Linked DNA regions of Zea mays: region 1 is linked to region 2. The links are chromatin contacts, called in public Hi-C maps. All regions are on one chromosome and are shown on one strand. Each heading gives the region's core, a stretch centred on a gene start, on an enhancer-like site or on the middle of the called end of the contact. The rest is flanking DNA. Distances are from core to core; before and after follow the strand shown. Region 1 holds the start of LOC100303875 (Hydrophobic protein RCI2B). Region 2 holds the start of LOC100284672 (ATPUP5).

The links. A called contact is a pair of places that touch in the nucleus more often than the background predicts.
Region 1: a Hi-C map of ear shows a contact between it and region 2, with 2.4 times the contacts expected there. The contact joins the promoter of LOC100303875 here to the promoter of LOC100284672 in region 2. A contact is called at or near these places in 3 of 25 Hi-C or Micro-C datasets (ear, leaf and tassel) and 1 of 3 datasets of contacts at active chromatin or transcription factors (leaf).

What each region holds. Positions count from the first base shown.
Region 1 is chr2:205,003,542-205,009,798 of Zm-B73-REFERENCE-NAM-5.0, reverse strand. LOC100303875 (Hydrophobic protein RCI2B) reads right to left here and starts at 3,238. Exons shown (of 2, transcript NM_001320456.1): 1 at 3,109-3,238; 2 at 2,131-2,470. The coding sequence starts at 3,201. The coding sequence ends at 2,345. It overlaps LOC103647650 (aspartic proteinase nepenthesin-2-like), which reads right to left and starts at 361. Exons shown (of 1, transcript NM_001319754.1): 1 at 1-361. The coding sequence starts at 314.
Region 2 is chr2:204,756,129-204,762,290 of Zm-B73-REFERENCE-NAM-5.0, reverse strand. It overlaps LOC100284672 (ATPUP5), which reads left to right and starts at 2,956. Exons shown (of 2, transcript NM_001157567.1): 1 at 2,956-3,118; 2 at 5,127-6,162. The coding sequence starts at 3,064.

The sequences.
Region 1 (6,257 bases), core at 1,989-4,488, 250 kb before region 2:
ATGCGGACGGCATCCTTCTCGGCCTTATCTAAGAACGACTCTTTCCGTGTCCTGCCCCCCTCCGCGGACCGGTGCTTCATGCGCAGCTGCAGCGACGGGGACGAGCTCGCCGGCTGCTTCTGCTCATCCCCCGCCTCGTCGGCTGCAACCAGCTTGCTGTCGCAGCCGGTCGCGGCGACGGCGGTGTTGAACGGCGGGAACTCGATGCCGAAGAGGGTCGACGACGAGTTGAGCTTCACAATACCAGGTGAAGCCACAACTGGCGAGACCAGGAGCAGGGACAGCAGCAGCGACCGCACCGCGAGCTGCGCCATAGCTGAGAAGTGGACCGACGGATTAGTCCTTCATGGAACAGCAGGCGACGGCGGGGGCGGTGGTGGGAGAGGAGGTTGGTGGAGGTGGAATTTGGGGGAAAATATAATAAAGAAACGCGGGTCGGGGAAGACGACTGCGGGGGGCGAGATGCGTGGGTTTTGAACGCGGAGAGGAGGCGATGCGGGGTTGGAATCGACGAATTTTTGGGACGGTGGCCGTGGAAAAACGCGGTTTTGTCCACCGGGAAGACGACCAGAGCTGCCCAACGAACCCCTTTTCCAAGTAGTACTAGCGTGTCTGCGTGTGTGACGAGACTGACGACGCTTGGCCAGACCCGTCCATGCGGGCAAAGAACCGAACCCCCACCGCCCCACGACGGGCCGGCAGCGGCGGGGCCCGCGCGCGCCACCACGGCGGACTCCGCCCGGTACCGCTTCTCCATGGACTCACTCGATCTTGTTCTTGCACCGGTTGGGGGTCTTGGCACTGTTGCCGCCGCCGGGGGGCTTCCCCGCGGCCGCGGCGTCGTCGGTGCAATGCACGAACACCTCGCGGGCGATGTCGCCCTAGTCGCTCCACTTAAGCTTGGCGCGGTCCCGCAGCAGCTAACTTGTCTCGAGCAGGCGCACGACGGCACGGGCTGCTCAACACCTCTATCAGAGACTGAATTTTCCCAAAAGGAGAAGCTTACAATTGCAGTGATCGGACAGAAATGTTGAGAAAATCGTTCGATGCACACAATGGCACACCAGAGGGGACACAGAGATTGGAGTAGAAAACAGTACTATTATTTTCAGTGTCTTCAGTACATATACATGTTCTGGATTGCATACTTGGTTTTTTTTTCCGTTCACGTTGACGGATGAGAGGCAGCAACCGGTTCTATCGTCGTGGTCCTCATCAGGTAGTCGTATGCCACCTGTTCGGCTGCTCGGCTGGCAGCTTCTCTAGCCTCGCGTTGTCGTGATCAGGGTGGAACGACCACCGGGCACGAAGGCTTCTGTCTACACGGGTCGACTCGGCGGCGCCTTAACTTTGGTGAGGCTGACAGTGACTAATTTTAGTGGTGACAGTGACGGTGCAACATGAACCAGCCGTGCGGCGCGGTACACCTGCACCATGGATCTGTCTCGTTCGCTGATTATATTCTCCCCAATGATCTTCCATTCTTCCCAGAACTTGTAGGCCACGGATGACGACCGGTCCAATTAATCAGTAACAAAAAAAAGTTTCAGAAGCGGCGGTGTTAAGAATCCAGAAGAGAATCAGATGTATTGTTCAGAATAAATACACTACCAAAACCTCCTGAATCAACCAGCGTATGCCTACCAGATTTTCGGGACAAGCAAACATATATATAGGCTCAATCCGAAGTGTCATTAAACAAAGCATCAAGAGCGGCAGCAAGCCGCTGGGTTGCACATGGTCACGAACATGCAGCACGGGAAACGAGTCATTTTGATACTCTTTTCATTTCGTTTTAATTGTCGCTGGATAGTAACTATCCAGCGACAACTAAAAAGAAATTGAGGGAGTACATATTTTACTGCCTGCACACTGAACCATCGTCAGCATGAAGGTGTTTACCAGCTGCTCGTCAAGGGGCACAATTTATATCAGTTCTATTCTGTGTGTAAGAAAGAAGTGGCCCAGAGCAACATACGTCAAAATTACTGCACGATACATCTGGCAGTATCCCCTTTTGGTCTGCAGGAGATTTCAAAGAACATGTGTGTACACATCGCATTTCATAGAACGACTGTTCACATGTTTTTGAGCCCAAGGTAGCACCAATCATAAATCACAGTTGCTCTCAGAGATACATGCGCATCTTATTCTCTTGTAGTATCACAATTACAGATTGAATAACTGGAGCACAATAAAGAGAGCTCACAAGTTGGGTAACAGAGATATAGACCACAACACTTGGTTACCCATTGCCGCTTATGCCATGTCAGACAATCCACATGAGAAAAAAAATACTGATTTCGACTCAACTGTGCAGGCCCGCCTGGCACAACCAGATGCTCTAAGCAAGGGTGTAGTATTCCCTCTCGTGCTGGTCAGAGTCGAGAGCAACAAGGACATAGATCGCGTAGATGATTCCGGGGACGTAGCCAAGGATTGTGAGCAGCAGGCAGATGCAGAACTCTATCTGTTAAGAAGACAAGAAAGCGTACCGTCAGTATGTTCCAGGGATAGTAAAATGTCATCAACAGAGTTACCACGACAAAAACAGACAATTGTATATGTCACTGCTCCATCCCACGCTGAGTTTCATTCATGGTTCAGATTAGTCAAATTAGTTGTCTGATTTACCCACTCCTTCCCATCAGGAGAAAAATTGTGGTTGCGAAATGGATGCTGCTGGCTTGTCCTATAACAGAGCATCACTGTCACATCACATCAACGTAATGGGCTTCTGAGGGCTACGGAAACATCAAACATGAATTTATGACCTAGTCAAATGGCCAACACGGGAACGAAGCAGATCAGGTACTACAGTTTATGCAGGGATCTACGAGGGCACGGCATAAGATTCAGAGGCAGTTCATCGTTTGACGCCCCTATATTTTGGAATTCAGACCAAGCACGGTCCGAATACGCTTGGAGCCGAACAATCCGCCTACTGAAACCTAGCCCGAAGCTAGGCAGGCTCGCGGGGGCAAACGGGCCGTGAAATCAACTAGCTAGGAATCAACGAGCAGGTCCGCGCCAAGAGGCGTGCGCACGGAGCATCATCGGATCATGGGGTGACCGGTGGCGAAGGGAAGGAAGGGAAGGGGGGCTTACTCTGCAGCAGCCGAATCGGAGGAAGACGCCGAGGGGCGGGAGGATGATGGCGAAGAGGATCTCCAGGAAGGTGCAGCAGCGGCCGTCCGCCATCGCGATCTCAAAGCTGGTCGGGATCGGGACGGATGGTTGTGGAGGCGTGGAGCCCGGGGATCTATCCCTCCTCTGTCCCTCTTTCCTCGCTCCTGAGTGGATTTCGTTTTCTGAAAGAAGAAAACGCGAGCGGGTTTCGTCTCCGTTTCACTTTACGTCTTTACCGGTCGGGCTCGGGTAGGGAAACAGCGAGGCGGACAGCCGGACACGCGGGGTCTCGTGCCGTGCGCACCGCGGAACTCTCCAGTGTCCCGGCACGTGTCTGTCCACCGGTGGTGGGCCGCGGAACACTCCATGGCCCGTCACGGACCGTGATTGTAGATGTCGAGTCAAACACGATCCGTCGTTTTCCTTCCCCTCCGTCCTAATCCATCTCGTTTTTTTCTAGTGGAAATTAGAAAGGCAGTGACGAAGCATTTTGATACTCCGTAGAGTATTATATATTAGGTTTTCTACTTATCATAGCTCAACTTCGTATCTCCATCACTCTCTTTTTTTTTTACTTTAATAACTTTCACAGGCAGTTGGCAGTTGCATCGTAAAGCTAAGACTATGTTAATAAGCTATCCGGGGCTCGTTTGGAAAAAGGGAGTTTTTTTTTTGAAATGGGGGATATATTAATTTTAAGTTTATACAATGAGTTGTAAGTTTTTGAAAACACATCTTCCGGCCTCTGTTACGTAGGAACACACAGCCAGAAGAGAGATTATTTTAGTTATTGACTCATGGACAATTGAAACAGGTTTGTGTGAGTCAGTTGGGTGCACCTAGCTCATACTGCGTCCAGTCAGTCTAATGAACGAGTCAAGCGCTTTGTGGGAATGGACATGATCCTCGCCATCAGGTAGGATGCAGGCAAGGTGAGAATTTTCGAACCGTGTTCAGTTTTGAGTCTTCGTGTCAGTTCATTCAGGGCACCCTGAGAAAGTCCGTCTCTCAACAATACCAGCACGTCTTTATCTCGGTTACAAATCCTCCTTTGCTACAGTTCATTATATCATAATTAAACCTTCATCTAACAGGGCGACCTCGTCTTGTTTTACTTATTTCAGAAATAGTGCTTGCTTCCTCTTATTCCTCTTTTCCTTTTATGCATATTTGATTTCTCGCTTTCCTTGTGTTGGGCACCAAAATAAGAGGCCGGACGGTCCGCGCAAGCGCAGAACAGATTAGGGTTCCGAGTTTCTTGCTATGTTTGTTGGCGAGAATCTCGGGATAAGCTCGGAAATTAGTTTGTAAAGGGTCCAGCCCCCTCCTCTATAAATAGAGAGGCATACGGCCGATTTGTAATCATCAATCGAACCTTCAATCAATATAATTTACATTTTATCCTATGAATAGTTCTAGTCTAATTTAGGTTTAGTCTTCCAATCCCCAAATCCTCCGCTTCTCTTCGACTTCACGTCGATTAGAGGAGTCTAGGTCGGTCTACCCGAGCCTAAACATCACCTAGGATCTCTCCTCCCCGATGGGGTCCCTCCTGGGAGCGAGATCCAGATGCCGCCGACGATCCTCTGTCGCCCCTGCGTACGCGCGGACCGTCCGGCCGTCAGGCAGGGAACCCTAGCCTCGCGATAGCGCCTGACCAGAGAGCACCGCCGCTGGTTCTTGTTGAAGTGTTTGGCGCCCCAAAAGGTGTCAACACACTTTTTGGCGACTTCGCTGGGGACCACATATCTAGACCCATCAAATCGACCCTCAATGGCCGGTTCAAGGGATAGCTCTGAAGTCTCCCACAGCAACATTATAGAGCCGACTTGGGAAACCTTGCCGGCCGACGAACAGCTTCAGTTCGAGGAGCACAAAGAGCGGATGATCTAGGAGGCAAAAACAAAGTTCTTGGCTAACTTCAAAGTGGACAGGAACAACAAGGTCGTCCGACAGCGGCCGGCGGATCCGGCTTCGCTCCGACTCACATCAGATATCCCCAATGTAAGTAATACAAACGAACTGCAATCTCTTAAGAATTATGTAGATGAACAACGAGAGCAAATGCAAAATATCATAGGGGGTATGTGTCGAAGAGGAAATCTCTAGCCAGGTGGCGGAACGCACCCGCCCTAAATCCTAAGATGAGGAGGGGGCCTAAGCGTTTTGCCTGTCTGCTAGATGGTCGATGAAAGCACGAGAGCACACAAGAGTTTTAGAGTGGTTCAGGCCGCCGGAGCGTAAAACCCTACTCCACTGTGTGTAGTATTGAGTATGAGAGTCTAAGTTGGTCTGCCTTGTAACGTTGTGTGCCTTCCCTTTTATAGCCCAAGGGAGGCACATACAAGGTTGCTGAGCCCCGACATGTGGGCTCAGGGACATAATGGAAGAAATACATGGAGCAACTAATGCAGGTGACACCTGAGAGATCTTCTGGCCCCAGATATCCGCAGCCCGCGCAGTGTTGATACACAACGGTAGCTTCCTTGGTGCGTATGAGTGATGATGAGTATAGTGCATGTGACAGCATGGGCGTGCCGCCTGCCAATGGAATGGACAGGCATGCCGCCTGCCAGCGGAATGGATAGGTCTCATTAAATGCTGAGGTGGCACACTGCTTGCCAGTGGAATGAATAGGTCGCTGCCTGACAGCAGAACGGACAGGCCTCATTAAATGCCGAGGGGACACCTCGCCTGTCAGCGGAATGGTCAGGCGGCGCGCCTTATCCGCAATAAATGCAGGGGCCACGTAACCCGGAGGCCTTACGTCAGGCACGACCTGCTAGCTTACATCATGCGCAGTAGGCCACGTGGCAGCATCGGGTCTCCGTCTGGGCGGGGAGCAGAAGCGTGTGCGGAGAGGTCCGCACCAGACTAGGTTTGGACACGTGTCGGTACCGGACCCCCGCCTGGGTCCTGTTCAAGGTCCGGGTATGCTCTGTCCTGGGATCTTGGGACCCCTCTGTGGGCGGCCCGGACCCCATACCGGGGGGGGGTCCGGCTTGCACACGTGGAGGTCTTGGACCAACCTTGGGGGCCCGGACTGTATATTCGGGGGTCCGAGACCAACCTTGGGGGTCCAGACTGTATATCCGGGGGTCCGGCGCTCTCCCGTGGGGGTGCGGACC
Region 2 (6,162 bases), core at 1,707-4,206:
CTAGCTTCGCCACTGTCCACCTCGGTAGTGATGTGATCGATGGATTCGCTATAAGGTACACATTGATGTTAATGTTATAGGTCGCTAAATTGTAGCCTCATTCTTGTTGTTTGGTTAATAGTCCTACTCAAATCGATGCCAACAATCCATTGCCATGTGCCTAGACTTTTTACAACCCTAGCACACTGACTCATTTGATGTGGACAACAACCATTGTTGCTTGGAGCTACCTCCCTAACCATGACATCTAGATTGATGGTGACCATGAAACAGAAATGTGCATTAAAGTTATTTCTATATTGGTCTCCATGTTTGATGGCCATGACAACTTAATGTACTAACTAGTTTGCTAAGTGGTTGACTATAGGTTCATAAGATTGATTATGAAAACACAATGAGAGAAATAGCTCAAATCTTAGTGAAAAGGGCATATCTTGTTAGAAACAACCCAGAGTGGTTTGAATGTTAGGATAAGTTTCTAAAGGACCTACTAATTTTTTGGAACCCACTAGAATGGTTAGAACGATTAGATATGCAAAATGATGTTTGAGGAGCTAAGTTTGAGAGAAACTAAGCAATTGAATTGAGAAGATTAAATCATGAAGACCTATGATTTAGAGTGTTTGAATGGTCTTAGAATATGTTTGTCTGAGTCATAGAGGTGATCAGGAGACCAACCAAAAAAGTTAGGCCCAAAAAGGACTTAGTTTGGTGTTCAACGACGCACCAGACCAGGGTCCGATGTGCACCTGACCAAAATTTCAGAGATCGTCTACTAGGCATAGAAGGCTTTGGCGCACCAAACTAATTTACTAGAGAAGGTATTTTTGGAGAAGAAGATGAGAAGAAGCAATTGGCGGACCAGACCGTGGTTCGATGAGCACCAGACCCACAGTAAACCCAACAGTCAGATGGGATGGACCAATGGTCGACTGACGTAGCGGGCCCGGTGACAACTGACAACTTTCTTGTAACAACTACCGACAAGATATACGTGTTAGGGTCTGGTGTGCACCAGACCAAGCTCTATGTGAGGCTTGGTGCACCCAAAAACAATGCAGTTTTAAGAGTTGCATTCCAATGGCTATGTGAGGGCTTGGGCCTATATATATGACCCTAACTACTGTGTTATGTATCTAAGAGTTGAGCAAACAAGTCATATGCATAGAGAAACACATATAAGTCATTCCAAGTGATTTAATTGTCATAATTGAGTAGAGAAGCTAGTTATAGTCTTGCCTTGTGAGAGGAAGAGCTTATGCACTTGAGAGAGCTGAATTGTGAAGTTGTGTTGTGATCATTGAGCTTTGGAGTTCAGACTCCCATTGATTTGTAAAGCTATCAAGAGCCATCAAGTTATGGAGTGACTTGCGAGACTCGGACTCACTTGAGAAAAGAAAAGAGGAACTCAAGTTTGATCTTTGTCATCACTTGAGTGAGGAAAGGGTTGAGAGAATCCTGGTCCTTAGTGGACTCCTCAACGGAGACGTAGGTTTCTTTGTCGTGTGTTCCTTATTTTTGACTTCCAATTTATTTTCACTTTTCTCCCTGGTCTTATATTTACTTGCACTAAATTTCTATTCCATTGTGTTACCAAGTCCGGTTCCGCATTATGTTTAATAGCAAGCTTGAGCAAGTATGTTTAATAGCAAGCTTGAGCAAGTATTGTGCTTATACTAACCCGAACTTACACATCTTGTTTTAAGCACATAATATCATAACCTTGGATTGAATTTGGATTGTTTTGAGTTAAATTTTAGGTGTCGCCTACTCATCCCCGTATAGGAGACTATTTGACCACCTTGGTGGTGACCACAATTTCTATAACCACGTTTGTGGTTGAAGCCACGTCCCCATGATGAAAAATTCATAGAGGACTAGTAGTTTTCTTGAAGAATTTCGAGGCACATGTAGTAGGCCATCATTTGTGCATATAGACCGCTTAGATTGAGCGGGTTATAGTCAAGGTTAAAGCCTCAGACAGTATATCATCTTCTCATCTTGGACTAACTTTCATGCAATGACAAGCTCATCACCATAGGCCTTCATATTAGAAAAGTACACTGGGTGGACATACTGCCCTTATTAGTGTTCGACAACTACATCCTAATGTTTGACACATGTGAGGGACGTGGCCACAAACTTCCCTTCAAGATTCATCCAAACTAACGATGTTGTGGACAATGTGACAACTTAAGACGACACTTGTTTTTTTCATGTAATTGACGAGAAAGCTGAGCAACTACTGATCTTATGCCAACTAGTGCTCATATGCTGGATTGATAAGAATGTTCTTGAATTTTGCATCAGCGATGTACGTGATTGCCTTTTACGGCACTTGAACAATCGAATCTAGGAACACGTCTAATTACTCCGCTCTAATAACCAAAAGAATTTGTGGTCTCGAGAGGAGAAAGTTCTCTATGGTTAGCTTCTTAAGGGCTAATTTGGTGGTCACCAAACCAGCCCTAAGAAATTAATTGTAAGACCAAGGGACATCGAGGCGAAAAAAGACCATGCCATAAAATGAATATGTATGGAATATCGAAAGTGATTTTGACTACCATGTTTATGTATACATGGACATCGAAGTATGCTCACCATAGAGATCTATGTTATATATACTAGCGACAACAACTAGATGTAAGATATTAAAAATTGATTATAGCAGCTTGAAATACAGTTCAAGAAACTAACAAAAATATATTTATTTTTCTATATATCTTTAAAGACTGCTAATTTAATTGGTGATATATCATAAAAAAAGATCCGTATACGATATAAAAAGATATACACGTATCTATCTGTATAGTCATCAGTAGGTTACTCAGGTTCAGGAGCGCGTGCGTGTAGGCACAAGGGCCCACAACAGGGCCCGCCCGTCTGTGCACGGATATGCGCACGTCCACCAACCATCTCCAATTCTCAACTACAGGTTCTACATGAGAGGCAGAACTGCCTGCGTCGTAGGATTGTGGGACTCCCAGCTGGTGGAGTGGAGCTTCCGAGTGTCCACTCCAATTCTCCAACGCCAGGGTGTTGCAGACTTGCAGGCAGTGGAACATGGACAAGGAAGGCGACGGCCACCACCACCACGCCATCCGAGTCCCATCCCCAGGTCTGATTCTTGACTCGTCTCCTCTCTTCGATTCCTCCCAGGACAAAACCAGTCCGTTCCCTTCTTTTCTAGGGTTGAATTCTCGTATCGCCTCCAACCTTCATCCAGTACAGTTTCGCGCGTACCTGGCTCCCGAAACCAGGGCTCCGCTCTGAGTGATTTGGGAATTCAACTTGATCGTCTCGCTGGTTGCCGTTTCCCCGCAGTTTCTAAGCAACATGCTCAATCAAAAGCCTCAAAGACAGTTGGGTTCTGCAGAATGGGTACATCCAGCAGTTTCTAGGGTGCTTTATTTTTTGTTTCTTCCTTCTTCTTCTTTTTGAGTTGCCTTGGTTGGTACCCTGTAGAACTGGATGCTCTTTTCAGTGGCATGAGAATTGCGATTTGAGTACACACACACTCTTTTCGGAACCTTTTCTTATTTCAATGAAACCCACTAAGCAGACACTGAAACATTTTACGGCAATAGCGTAGAATTGTACTGCTTTTTTTTTAAAAGAAACAAAATTGTACTGTTTTCTCGGTGTCCACTTTAATGCAAAGGCAGAGCACCTGCCAGAAAGAAAAGAAAAGGACCCTGAAACATTCCGCAGAAGAATAATTTGCCATGGCCGTACACGGATGATTGGAATTTGGAAGTGGTTCGGCATTTTTCCCAACGACCAACTTAAATTAATATATTCATGTGACCAATATGATACGTACTATAATGATTTTTAAGTACTAAAATAGTATCGTGAAATTCAATCCCTGTTTCTGAGTAACTGGTCACACCAATCCCATTTTGCCCGTAAGGATTCTATCTCATGTGAACCCCACATATAAATAAGATCCTGCAGCTATATATCTAAAGTTGTAATCTTTTAATAATACAGATCCAAATTCCTCTATTTTATTTTATTATTATATATTAAAGTCCTGCAGCTAGCCGTCACCACGAAGGGCCACGTCATCCTTAAAATAGAAACCGTTCGATTCTTTTGCGGTGGATGCTGTTTTTTTTTTCCTTTTAAAAAGCATGAAAAAAGAGAGGAAAGAGTGCTTTCCAAAAACGTCTCCGCAGCGGTATCAGAAAACTGATGCTTTCAACATCCTTATGTTTAATACCGTTAATGTATTTTGTACGATGTTAGGTATGTCCTTAAAACATATGTAGTCATGAGCAACCCCTTTTCTATGTATATGTATATACATGTGGATATTTTGAGCTACTAAAACAAATAGATTAGTCCAAGACATACTAATGATGATAAACACAATGCTACTAGAAAAATATCGAACTAATATGTTGCTTTGGTCCACTTCTAACATGCTACATACATTATACTATCAGCACACTCAAAAAAAAAGTTGTGCACATGTTTATGCTTACCAACTATTTTCTAAACATTTTATGTACTATATATTAACTCATACTCTCCTAAATTAAAATTCGTTTTAAGTAATTAATACATTCATACAATATTTAATATATGTGTTTTATATATGTGCCTAGATTTATCATCATCTATTTAAATATAAACATAAGAACTAAGAGCTAAAACAGTAGGAATACATAATATTTATATACAATTTAAAATCTTACATATGAATTTGATATCACGTGCGTACATAATATTATGTAAAATTTAAAATCTTACATACGAATTAAATATCGCGCGCGCGACAAACACTAGTTTGCATTATGTTAGCTGTGTTTCAAGCTCATTGTAAGAGGCGAAAGACATCAGTTACCTGAAGTTCTGCCACAAACTCTGAATATATCCTGCTTCTAAACTGACCAAATCTCAGTCCATGTGTTCTTTCCTTTATCAAACCACACGCATCACTGTAAATCGTAGCACTCTGCTGGCCTATACATCTTAGAAGTGGTCATCAGCAATTACTAGAACCAATACATCCTGAGCTTCCTTTACTCTGCATTTCGCACATCCCCTTTGTTCATATCAGCATGCTGTTCGCGGGCCGTCTCTGAATTTCCAGTTTCCTTTTATACGTGTAATAACAGATAACATAGCAATGGTGGAGGAGACATCGCAGCCAAATGGCGCACCGTCGCTGAGACGGAAAGCAGGCGAGATGATCGCCACCTCCCTGGAGACGTACCGGAGCAAGCCCTTCTCCTTCTGGCTACTCCTGTTCCTGAGCAGCGGCGCCATGCTCACCGCGTTCCCGGCGTCGAGCCTCCTGTCGCGGCTCTACTACAACGAGGGCGGGCAGAGCAAGTGGATCCTGTCGTGGGCGGCCGTCGCCGGCTGGCCCCTGCCCGCGCTGCTCCTGCTGCCGCTGTATCTCCTCGGCAGGGCGTCGCCGACGCCGCTGTCGCTGTCGCTGTGCTCCTGGTACGTGCTCCTTGGGCTCCTCAGCGCCGCCGACAACCTCATGTACGCGTGGGCCTACGCGTACCTCCCGGCGTCCACGGCCTCGCTCGTCGCCGCGTCGTCGCTCGCCTTCTCCGCGCTCTTCGGCCGCGCCATCGCCAAGAACCGGCTCAACATGTCCTCGCTCAACGCCGTCGTCGTGATCACGGCGGGCGTGGTGATCGTCGCGCTGGACTCCGGGTCGGACAGGCCCCCCGGCGTCACGCCCCGCCAGTACGCGCTCGGCTTCGTCCTGGACGTGCTCGGGTCGGCGCTCCACGGCCTCATCTTCGCGCTCTCCGAGCTCGTCTTCGCCAGGGCCCTCGGTAGGCGCTCGTTCCACGTGGTGCTGGAGCAGCAGGCGGCGGTGTCGCTCTGCGCCTTCGCCTTCACCTCCGCGGGCCTCGCCGTCGCGGAGGGCTTCCCGGCCATGCGGCGCGAGTCGGCACGGTTTGCGCACGGTGGCCAGCCGGCGTACGCGAACTTGATGGTGTGGACGGCACTCACGTTCCAGCTGGGCGTCCTCGGAGGCACCGGCGTGCTGTTCCTGGCGTCCACTGTCCTCGCCGGCGTGCTGAACGCTGTCAGGGTGCCCCTGACGAGCATCGCCGCGGTGATCTGGTTCCATGACCCCATGAGTGGCTTCAAGATCTTGGCTCTGGTCATCACGGTGTGGGGGTTCGC